Linked DNA regions of Sus scrofa: region 2 is linked to region 1. A link is a contact called in public Hi-C data. All regions are on one chromosome and are shown on one strand. The core of a region is the stretch at or near the end of the contact, and the rest is flanking DNA. Distances in the headings are between cores, read along the strand shown.

Region 1 (5,925 bases), core at 2,428-4,927:
AAACTTTCATGGAAAGCATTCTGTTAGTTCATTATCTACCACTAAAGCAAGAGGTAGAAAGCCTTTTGGAAAGCCTCCAGAGGAAAGTAGTAACATGTCTGAAGGTCTGCATGAGTATTGTAAGGGGGAATTAAAATTTCTGTGGCAGTAGCAACAGACTTTATGATAGTGGGTGGCACCTAAGACACTTGGAAATTGTAAATCACCCCTTCATCAGTGCATGTCCTCTCTGTCTTTACTCTCCCCTCCTTAAAAAAAAAAAATAAAAACAAAAACAAACAAACAAACAAAAAAACCTTCTCAGGTCTTAGTGCTCCCTTTAGGCATTATTCAGCCATAGGTGCTGCTCAAGATTCTTAAAAGTTAACATCTACATTAGAAAGACCCTCAGAAAGAGACACATTGCAAAGTATTAAAAAGTACCTTCTTCTTCTAAACTAGACAATCTTTATAAAATGGTTTGAGAATTCCTATTTTAAACCAGTATGATAAACCAGAAGACTTCCTGTGATTCATTTTAACATCAGATATTTATTTTTTGAATGCCTACAAAAGTTGCTTTCCCTTCACATTCAAAACATGAAAAGTTAGTAGAGCTGAAGATTGTTTTAATTTAGTAGAGTGACAGGTCAAGGAAGTCAGATACAAATCTTACAGAAGTATGGTGCTTCAAGTTATGATTCTCAGTGGGAGGGGACATAAGACTTTCTCTGGAGAACTTTTAACAAAACTAAACAGTCCCTCCCTTATCCCTTCACTGACCATGTATACCTGTAATAAGAGATGCCACTGATAGCAGTATATGACTTATGTGAATGTGGAGACAGGAGGGAAGAAAGTTGAAACCCACTCTTCTAGAGGCAAATGAAACCACTCAGTGCTCAAAGTCCAAGAATTATTAGATACATGCATAAAAGAATAATTATGCTAAATAAACAGAAAAAATTCAGTTTGAAAAACTTTATAAAGTCAACAATTTCCCCTCTTTTAGAAGAAATAAGTTAGAAAAGTCCTATTTTCAAAGCAGGGATGCTAAAAACTAAAGTATGAAGACAAAGGTTAAAAGCTAAAGAGGAAAAATAACCAAAAATAATATGTCATTATACTTAAACACTAAGATTTTTAAATAACTTTTATAAATTGACTGATAACGTCTCCCTAGATAACATACACATTACCCATTCTCTATTCCAAAGAGGACTAACCACATGAATATGATTCAGTCTATAAAATAGGGGTTAGATAACTCAATCCACACCCCAAATTAAGAATGTGTCAGAGATTCAAAATATGACTTTAATAAAATATTAACCTTAGTTTTAGGAAACAATAATTTCCAATGCCTATGCTTAGAAAAAAAAAAATCACTGTATGTTTTTCGAATGTATATATAAACTTCAGAGTTCCCATAAGTTTTCAAGACTCTGCTTAGAAAGTTTCTAAGCTACCATTATTTCAGTAAGAAATCTTAGATCATTCTCCTAATGATATTACCATTACAGTCAGGATTATATCATAACAGCCTGATAATATGCTTTGTCAAAATTACCTATAAGTAAAAAGCTTAAATTAAGGAGAACAATGGCCAACTTTCAAAGAGTGAGAAAAAGGTCTACAAAGACACATTCCTTTGAAGTGTCAAAACTTTTAGAAACGATATGTATTTTTAAATAATACTCTATAATTCTTAAAAGGTTAGGTTCAAAAGAACTCTATATCATTATAGCTTTCAATATACTTTTTTGATTTTTTAATAAAAAATTATTAGAATATTCTCCTACTTCATACTTTTCAGCCCTTCACTTCATTTATAGGAAGCTTTAACAGCCTTTCTCATATCTAGCTTTTACTTATCCAATAATCCAAGAATATTAGAAATGATTTCCAGTTTATTAGCACCATTTTACTAATGTATTTACTAAAAACTCAATTTTTGTTTCTAGGAATGAAGATTTATACCTTTAAAATACATGAACACCTGGGGAGACAAATTTGACTTAAACCTCATAATGACAACATTCTGATGTTACCCATAAAACATGGCTCTGTCCTGCTACAAAGAAAAACCACTTTTAGAGGGGCAACTATAAGGACTATAAAATTCCTGAAAACATTTACTAAGTTCCAGTTTTCTTGCAGTGTCCATGCTATTTTGCACAGTTAAAAAGATATGCACTAGAACATGGCTTTGATTACATCTCTTCTTGTTTATATATGAAAATTACAGCATCAGAAGACATCATGTTGAGAAGCAACAAAGGACAATAGCTGGAAAAAGTGTCCCCCACTCCAACACCACTACTCAGGATCATTACTATAACCAATAGTGGAATAAACGACTAGAAATGAAGAGATGTAAAGCAGTCTGCGATCATTTTACTTATCCTGACTTCTCCAAATGAAAAGTGAGTTCTAAATCTAAATAAAGCCTTAAATTTGCAGACAGCAAAAGATCAAGTTACCACTTCTCTAGCTAGTCCACTTGTTCAAGATGCTAAAGATGAAAAAAACTACCTGAAAATATAGATTTCGCATTGAAAGATAATGTGTTCGACCTGAAAGTCAGCCCCTGTTAAAAATGAGTACATGCTGGCATTTAAGCTAATGACATACTATAAAAATAACCAATATAAGGTTTTCAAAGCTAAAAATATATCCATTATGTGTTAACATCTAACCAGCTAAAACAGTTGTTTCTACATTTCACCTTAGATAAGTATAAACACTGTTAACAATACTTTAGGACCAAAAACTATTACTGTGGCAAATCAATCAAGTTTTTAATACTAAAAGCGGCGGGAAAAACTATAACATAAATTTATAAACTATAAAGGATGCACAATAAAGCAACAACAACAAAAATCTAAGAAAAAAATGTTTTGTATGCATCCACAAAAAGTTCCACAACCATAAAATAAATATCAATGAATCTTACCTCTATCATTATATGAAAGGCGTGCTTGTGAAGAAAAAACACAGGCAAAAGAAATTACGATTTATATCCGGAATGAAATGAAAAATGACACAAATTACAAAAGTGAAGGAAAGAGAATAATGATTTAGCTTTTTAAAAGTTGTCAATGATTGAATGTATCATATTTTTCAAATGAGAATTAAGAACACTTTCCTTATAAACAGAGGAAAGTAATATATTTAAAAAAATCTTGGATATTATCTATCAGATAAGAAGTATTGTTATATTGATGTCTATAGTATGACCCCAAGTTACCTGATCCAATGGATTTCAAGCCAGGGAATAAACTAAAACAAATCTTTAAATAACTGTTACTTAATTTTCTAAGGAATTCTGGGGTCTAAACTATAAGAGTAAAAAAAAGCAGTTTGAAAATCTACGCATTGAAATTGGATTCTGGACACCAGAGGGCAGTATTGTCTTTAACAAAAACTGTAGAAGCAGCACAAGAAATTTTTACACAGAAAGTTTTCTCAGATCACTGACAGTTGATGTAATAATCTAGAATCTCCAACTTCCTGAAAGGTTTTACTCTCATGAAAGACAGGAGACTGCTTACAGTGAGACAGAAAAATGTTTCTGGTGCCTCTGTGAGTGTGTGAAATACAAATAATACACTAGGACACGGGAAGAATAAGATCAGAATTGAATAGAAAACAGTGACATATCAGACCTGCTTCCCCAGCCACAACCAGAGTGAAGAACTCAAGCAAGTATCTATACATAATTTTCAAGCTCAGGACCCCTATACTGATAAAGAACTAGATTTTCATTCCCCCAGTCATCCCCAAAGAGGCAAAAGCACTAATTTAAACCAGTAAAAGCTTCGAATACCTCCAAGCACTTATTTCTCAGTTTTCAGTATTTCTACAGAGAACAATAGCAATGATGAAAAAGATTTGACCACTCATTTTTATGTACCAGTTGCTTAGTTTGTTTGTTTGTTTGTTTGGGTTTTTTTTTTTTTTTTTTTTTTGCCTCTTGATCTTCTCCCGTAAAGATTCAGGACTATTTCTAATTCATCTAAAAGGTTTAGCTAATCCTAGTATCAAAACATCTTATCAGTACTCCAAAGTAAAATTCCTCTCTTGAAAGAAATACATGCCAAGTGAGTAACTAGACTATAGCTTCCCAAAGCTTAAACATCTCTCAGATTTTCTTTTCATACTGGTGCTTTCAGAGATCAAGATGCCACTGTAATAACACTGTGCAAGTAGCTGCTGTTTCATGCATCTTACTAAAAAGTGTATTTTGCTCAATATACTTTTCAGTAAACGAATATTAGAATAAGCTATAGAATGATTCAAGCCACAGACATCAACAACAGGTCCCAATGCATAAACTTAAGTTACAAAACATGAGTCAAAACATAATCCAAAAAAAATTAATTCACCAAATACACAAACAGATAAAAAGTAACCAAAATAGTCTTAGATTCACAACTTCGAAAATAAAACTTGAATATCATGCACTGTGACTGGAGATAAGAGTAAAAACCAAATCAGCACACTAATGTCAAGTAATTAGATTGCTCGATGAGAAAGACACTTGCTGCTTATTCCTTAAGGGGAAAAAAAAAATAACTATTGACAAACATCAGAAAGGAATGAATACTCATATTCATTCAACAAATCTTTACTGAGCACCTAGTTTGTACCAGACACTGACTACCTAGACTCTCATGATGTTTACTATATTGTGGGGAAGAAAGACTAATCAAATGAATGCATAATTATAAAATGAGAGCAAAGAAAAGGAATTTAGTTACCATGAGCACCTGTAAGGAAAAACCTAACTTATACTGGACAGGTAAATAAGAGGTTTTCCTAAGGAGAGAATCCTTGAGAAATGGAATAAGGCAGCATAGGTATGAAAAACAGTACTGGGATATACACCCCAGATTTCTGACTTGTACAACCAAATGGTTACTGGTTCCATTTACTGAGAATCAGGTTTGAGAGAGATCATCATTACCCTTGTATGTTAGCGCTCAGAGACATCTAATAGGAGATATTTAGTAAGCAGTTAGATATACAGAACTAGAATACAAAGAAATTTTTCTAGAAATAAGGAGTCTATATGCTATAAATATATATATGATATTTACTATAAATTTTCTCTATTTAAACCATTTCAAGACATTTATATACAAATTTTTAATACCTTATTCAACTTCTTAGGATGATCAAGAAGAAATAAGCACCCCCTTCCCCACCCAAAGTATTTGAAAACTGACAAATTCTAAATGTCTCCCCTTAATCATCCAATTATTATACTTTCTAAGAAATTTTACAGTTGCTAATTTTTTTTTCTTTTCCTTTTTTTTCCTTTTTAGGGACACACCTGTGGCATATGGAAGTTCCTAGGCTAGGGTTCAAATATGAGTTACAGCTGCAGGCCTACACCACAGCCACAGCCACAGCAGATCAGAGCCACATCTCTGAACTACACCACAGCTTGTGGCAACACCGGATCCTTAACCCACTGAGCAAGGCCAGGGATCGAACCTGCATCCTCATGGACATGATGTCAGGTTCTTAACTCACTGAGCCTCAAGGGAAACTCGCTACAATTGCTAATTTTTAAAAAGACAATTACCAAGCAGAAAGAAATAAAATGTGCAAAGAAAGAATATGTGTTATCAGGACAAATGTTTCTGAGCTAGGGACAGCAAGAGAGTATACATTAACAGGTTCAATAACGTTGATACTGACTGTCAAATGCACAGCCATGATTCTATCCAATTAGATCTTCAAAATTCCTGTGTGATATATCAACTCCTACTACCCAGAGTTTCCCTCATCTAACTCCTCATGGAAGGAAAGCAAAGACAGACCAAGGTAAATAAGTTCCCTAAGTGATTAGCTTCTCAGGATAGTCAGCACTAGGGCTACAAGTCTGAAAGAGATAATAGGAATGCCCATTCTTTTGGCTGCTGCTCAGAGGCATCA
Region 2 (6,090 bases), core at 148-2,647, 62 kb after region 1:
GGAACTGATCAATACCACTATAGACATAAGACCAGACTTCATCCATTTATTAACCACAAGGAAATGTACCATTCAGCAAAATTCTATACATCACAAAAGATTCTATTAAGGGGGGGGCAGGGAGGACGGATGGACAAGGACATACACACAAACACACACACCACAGAGGTACACAAAGAAAAGACTACCACCCTCTTATTTCCCTGTGGCAAAGGAGATAAAGACATGGCCATGAAACCTGTCAATTCGTTGTCCCCCTATAATTCTATCTCACAACCTGGTAACTGAATATTGAATTTTGTAAAAAATAGATCCATTGCCACTTTAAAATTGCTCCATCTATCAAGCGAACTCTCCTCTTATGCACATTTGCACACCTTTTGAGCTAGATGCTGTATTCATTTACAGAATTTCAAATACAAAAGACTACATAGTTTTCCAACCACTGGTTGCAACCACAGAATGTTCTCACAAAATCAAAATTTCAAATATAAAGGGGCCAGATTATTCTTCCAACCTTGGGCCAAAACGAATTTTATGACTATAGTGTATGTGACAGTATGCACAATTTCAAATGGGCTGTTCTAAACCGAAAACAATGCTTCAATACAACGCGTTTAAAATAAGTATTCGTAGGTAAGCAAAATCTATGCCAGAAAAGAGCACATAAATGGTGGTTGAAAGCCAGCACATTCCCAACACACAGCAGCATACCTCTTCTGCACTGGGTTATTGTTAATACTCCAACAACAACTACAACTATTTTTAACACTGCTGGACACTGAAGTTGAAGAAAATGTGAGGGGAGACGCAGAAGAAACTGCTGGTAGAATGCATTGTTTCTCACGGTCAAAATTAAGCAGCAACTGACTTGATCTCTGTCGTGATAGTCACTGAAGTACTAATTAAAAGACGTTAAAAAAATAAAAACCACCCTTATCTCAGAGGATGTCATACTAAATGACATTTTGGAATACGCCTTTCGGGTCTCAAACCTTTGCACAAATTGTCACTTGTGGTATTTGCGGCTTAATTACAACCCAACCAGCGCTGTCATCCACTGTTATGGCCACAAACCATGACTTTCTCACTTCCACAACAGAGCAGTCACTCCAATCAGTTCGCCAACCTAACTCAAAACCAGAAAAATTCATGGAGGTTTCCAGATCACAGTCGGACCTGGCGGGTGGCAGCCGAGGGGCTCGGGGTGCGGGGAAACCTCCTCAAGGTCCACGGGAGCTCGCCGACCCACCGACAACCGCGGCCGCCAGCAGCGGCGGCGGCGGCAGCAGCCCCGCCGCGCCGCGCTCCGTGCACCTACCTGAAGAACAAGAGATAAGAAAGACGGCAAACGCCAACTTTGCAGCAGCTCCCATTTTCCCGAGGCGCCGGGGAAGCCGTAGGAAGTTCTCGCTAGATATCCAGTTCCCTGGGTCTTCCTCAGAGACAAACCTCCTGGTGTAAAATCAACCGTCATAAAACATATTCGGAAGCCCCGACCAAAAAAAAAAAAAAAAAATTAAAAAAATAACGTTCACGGGGTCAAAAAAAAAAAGGAAAAAATTTAAAAATAAAGAAAGCACAATTTAAAAAAATGCACCACGGGGGAAAAACCGCCACACACAATCACAACACACAAAACCAAACAACGAAAAGCCAACAACAACAAAAGCGGGTTTAAATCACTGTCAAAATCACTGTCAGCTCCGCTCGCCTCTCGGGTCTCTCGGAACAAAACGCCAGGCTGAGGCGACGAGGAGGCGGCGGCGGCGACGTCCGCTGCCGCCCGGACAGTCCGGGAACCGAGCTGGGTCCGACGTCCGGACCGACCTTCAACCCGGACACCCAAAGTCCGCGGACCAGTGGCGGCTGAGCTCGCAGCGGCGGCGCCCGAGGAGGCGGCGGCGGCAGCACGGGGAAGGAGCGGCGGGCGTCGGCGGCGCAGGCGGCGGCCAAGTTCTGGTCCAGGCTCTGGCTCCGGCTCCAGGCTCCGGGCTCGGCCGCGTTTTCGGTCCCCTGGCCTCTGCCGGCCCCGCCCCCTAAACTTCCGGTTCCGGCCCGAAGCTGGAAGCCGGGCACCGTGAAGGAACGCTCCGCAGCGGTGGCGGCGGCGGCGGCAGTGGCGGCGGTGGCCGGGCGCAGCGCGCGTGCCGGGCCGGGAGCGCGAGGAGATTGTCGGGGAAGCGAGGCGGGAGAGGGGGAGGGATGAGAGAGCGAGGGCGGGGCCGGCAGGAGGGTGAGGAGGCGGGGCGGACGGAGCCTCGATACCGCGAGGCCTCGTCGTCCGGCCTGCTCGGCCTGCTGGGCCGTGGAGCTCGAGTGGGCGGGCGGATGGAGGTTCGTCCCGATCTCGAGCGCCTGGTTTCCAAATCGTGCTCCCCTGGCCTCTCTACGGAGCGCACGCCCGAAGGGTCAGAGGGAGCTCAAGAGGAACAGGACCCCAGGGCGGGGTGGGGCGGGTGACTCTTCCGCGGGGGCGTCTGCGGCGCCCTGTCTTTCCTCTGGGGGGACGCCTCGTCCGCTCTGAGATTCCAGGCGCGGGGAAGCGAGGTGTGGTAGTCGGTCCTCCGCGCTGCCGAGCTGCCGCAGCCAGTGTCTGTACCCTCAGTCGTCTCGTGCTTCCCGCCCCTGTGGCTTCTGTTTTAAGCGTTTTGTCTTAAAAAGAAAAGGAAGGGGGTGGGGATGGCCTCGCAGAGGGTGGGCTGTCCACCCGGTCAAAGATTTCCACCGCAGTTATCACGATGTGCAATACGAATCCATTCCCACCATTCCTTTTACATACAAAGCCTTGTGCTGAGAATTGTTCTGCATGTAATAGGTTCTCAAATATTATTACACGCTGAAGAGAAAACCTGAGGATTTCGATCGACATATTTGATGGTCATTCGAGTGTTTACTTTTTAAATTTTCGTTATTTTAGGGCTTGTTTGTACTCCTTAATTCAAGTTGATTGCTTACAAGGTGCTGTGCTAGGCACGGAATGGGATCCAAAACGTAAAGTAGGATTCCCTCTCTCAGGACGCTCACATTATGTGCTGTACTCAAAGTTGGTTACAGAACACTAACTGAAGAGAGTATTAACGGTACTAGCTTTGTCATTTACCACACTTTAGCGAGCTCCATGAAGGTGGGGGGGTGGGAGGTCTTGTGTCTTCTTCCCCATTTTATGTCAGCACTCAGAGTGTCTAGCATGATGTGATAGGTGCTTAATATTTATATAAATGACAAGGGATAATTGCCTTCTCCTTAAATACATTATTCTCACATATAATCTATGATTTTTTGGTTTTTATTAATAAAAACAAATAAAATATCTGTACTATATGGCTAATTGACACTTTACTTGCAGCTTACTGAGTTCCCAATTTCTCCGCAAAGCAAGCCTTCTCCCTTGTAGTTATAGTCTCATTTTTCTCTTCCTCTAAATTACTCTGTATTTCAATTAAGTTCATCCTGTAATTATCTACCCATTTCTACAACTTGTCAAGGTTATTAGTAATCATTGTGGCTCTTTAAAGTCTCTCCAAGATTTCTAGTTCTCAAGTCATGGTGCTCAGAATTTGAATGATATTGCGCAACAGTTAAGAAAAGTCCCCAGTTGGTCTTCAAGGTGTCTAAATGATCTCATCTAATGTAATGTAGTTCTGTGGACTTTATGAGCTGGTCAGAGGAGTAAATATAAACCTTCCATTCTCTGATTGAATTAAGAGTTGCCACTAACATTTCTAGAATGGACAGTGTATTTTATTTAGTTCACTCAGAAATTTGATGTTAGTTATGCCTTGGATCAGGCCCCACTGTTGTCTAATCTCTGCATCGCTTCAATATTTCTTGAATTGTGAAACTAGAGCAAGTGGAATAACTGGAATAACCAGAAATAGGACTAAAACTTGAAAATATATTCCTTATCTTACCACCCAAATTTCCAGTATAAGAATGTAAGAGAACATGAAAAATACTCTCCTGTAAAAGAAAGAGAAGTAACAAGTCAAAGTCTTTGCTAGACGATTCTCTAATAGTTAAATAACTCCATGTGAGATGTTATTAACACCCATTAACAGTAATTGTCCATTTTGTTCCTAAATCTGTGTTCAAAAATATTTTAACGAAATAAGCCATAAGAGTGTGTGACTAATTCCCATTTTAATTGCAAAGCTTATAAAGAAGATAGAGGTAGCTGCAGCTAACCCTTTTGCTCCTCTTTCCTTCCTGTTTTCTAAAGTCACTTTTTCTTATCTACGAATCCAACATCTCTCTAACATAATGCAAGTTGTACCAACTGGTTTAGGAAGGAAGGAGAGGAAAGGAGAAGAAAACCTGGAAGGAATTCTAGTCTGACACAACTATGTGTTTAACAGCTTTAGCTGACATCGCTCAATTCCCAAACCTGATACCTGGCCTTTTAGCTATTCAAATGCTATAATTTCAAGTTCAGAGTCCTGACAGAAATTCAGTTGAACTTCCAGTTGTTCCTAGCTGGAAGAATCTTGAGAAGCCAATTTAATCTAAAGTCAAGTGTGTGCTGGCCAGATGAGCAAACAGAGGTAAACACAGACTGCTTCTAGAACAAAGGATGGTTTCTTTTTATGCTTGAAACTCACATGGCTGAAAAAAAGGTATAGATTAAATGTTCAATGCCAAGGTAGGGCTGGAATTGAACCTACCTTTGGGATTGAGTAGCACATCATATATTATGAGGAAATTCACTTTAAGGTATTCACCTGCCATATATAAACAAGATATGCCAAATCCCTCTTTAACTTCAGGAAGATGACCACATCACTTTGAAGTGTGAGACATGCGAATTCCCCATAGATGAAAAATTTTTAAGTATTTCTGCTGCATTTAGCTACAGAAAAAAAGAAGGAAGGAAGGAAGAAAGAAAAAATACCCCTGTGCTCAGATATCATGGACATTCCTGAAACGGCACAAGAAATGAACTTCTTATATACCTAAGCTGTAAGTTATAATACAAGGGGAACAAACTTAGTAATTTGGTAAGTTAAAAGAAGGCAGCTAATAATCTCTGCCTTTCTTTCATGGCATATCTTTCATGAATATTATTCTCACCCTAAATGCTCAAGGTAGGAAGAAAGCTCCCATTATCCAAGCTTTTGCCACTGTTACTCTTACATTTTCTACCTAACCATAGCATTGCACTGTGTCAATAGGGAAAATACACACACAAACACACACACACTGAGAAGAATAAGGATATGGGAATGGCTAAGGGACAAAACATTAAGGCAGAATACTTTAGCTTGGGAAAGTGAGTTAAAAGAGTTAAGAGAAACTAACTATGATGGAAATAATATATCCAGCACTTTGATAAAAAGGCTACATCTCAGCTAGTAATAAAATCTCAACAACCAGTTGGTTTCTGTGTTACATCCCAAGGGTAACATTTAACTTTTTGTCCCACTATCACCTTTTTCAAAATTTCAGTAAATGTGTGGGAAGTAGAAAAAAATAGATTTAATTCGGGGAAGGTTTTTTTCCACCCTTCAATTTATATTCATGACCACAGGGAAGGGACTTAGTTTTCTATCTTATTTCTAATAGTTTTCTATTTTATTTTCTAAATTTTATAACTCTTTTATAAATTCCACAACTATTTTATTGCTCATTTTCTAAATATTTTATTTCTAATGGCTTTCAACTATTCTTTCCATAACAAAGAATAGCTGAAGTCTTGAAATACCCTACCCAAGCTAATGCCAATGACTTAAGTCATTCAAGCTGGAGTAAACCAAAACTACTCAAAACACAATTCTCAAACCAGTGTTAATCTCAAACTGCTTGTTACTGATACTCAATGAGATTAGTATAGATATTGATAATAACTGTTTTTTTGTTTGTTTGTTTTTTGGCTTTCTGCCATTTCTTGGGCTGCTCCCATGGCGTATGGAGGTTCTCAGCCTAGGGGTCTGATCAGAGCTGTAGCCACCAGCCTACACCAGAGCCACAGCAACGTGGGATCCAAGCCACATGTGCGACCTACACCACAGCTCATGGCAAGGCCAGATCCTTAACCCACTGAGCAAGGCCAGGGATCAAACCTGCAACCTCATGGTTCCTAGTCGGATTCGT

What was found. Hi-C and Micro-C count contacts between places; a contact is called where the count stands out from the background.
Region 2: a contact with region 1 is called in a Hi-C map of omental adipose tissue, with 1.7 times the contacts expected there. The contact joins the promoter of ACVR2A here to the enhancer-like site in region 1. A contact is called at or near these places in 10 of 47 Hi-C or Micro-C datasets (alveolar macrophages, embryonic fibroblasts, fetal heart ventricle and 5 more) and 1 of 2 datasets of contacts at active chromatin or transcription factors (skeletal muscle).

Annotation. Positions count from the first base shown.
Region 1 is chr15:4,193,009-4,198,933 of Sscrofa11.1, forward strand. All of the region lies in intron 4 of ACVR2A (activin A receptor type 2A), which reads right to left. Among named protein-coding and RNA genes, the nearest start is that of ACVR2A, 63 kb to the right of the region's middle. Within about 2 kb of position 3,678, at least 4 of the 83 cell types and tissues checked have an H3K27ac peak or open chromatin away from gene starts, as enhancers often do. A contact at or near this core is called in omental adipose tissue, where this site is marked.
Region 2 is chr15:4,257,659-4,263,748 of Sscrofa11.1, forward strand. It overlaps ACVR2A (activin A receptor type 2A), which reads right to left and starts at 1,398. Exons shown (of 11, transcript NM_001204765.1): 1 at 1,322-1,398. The coding sequence starts at 1,376.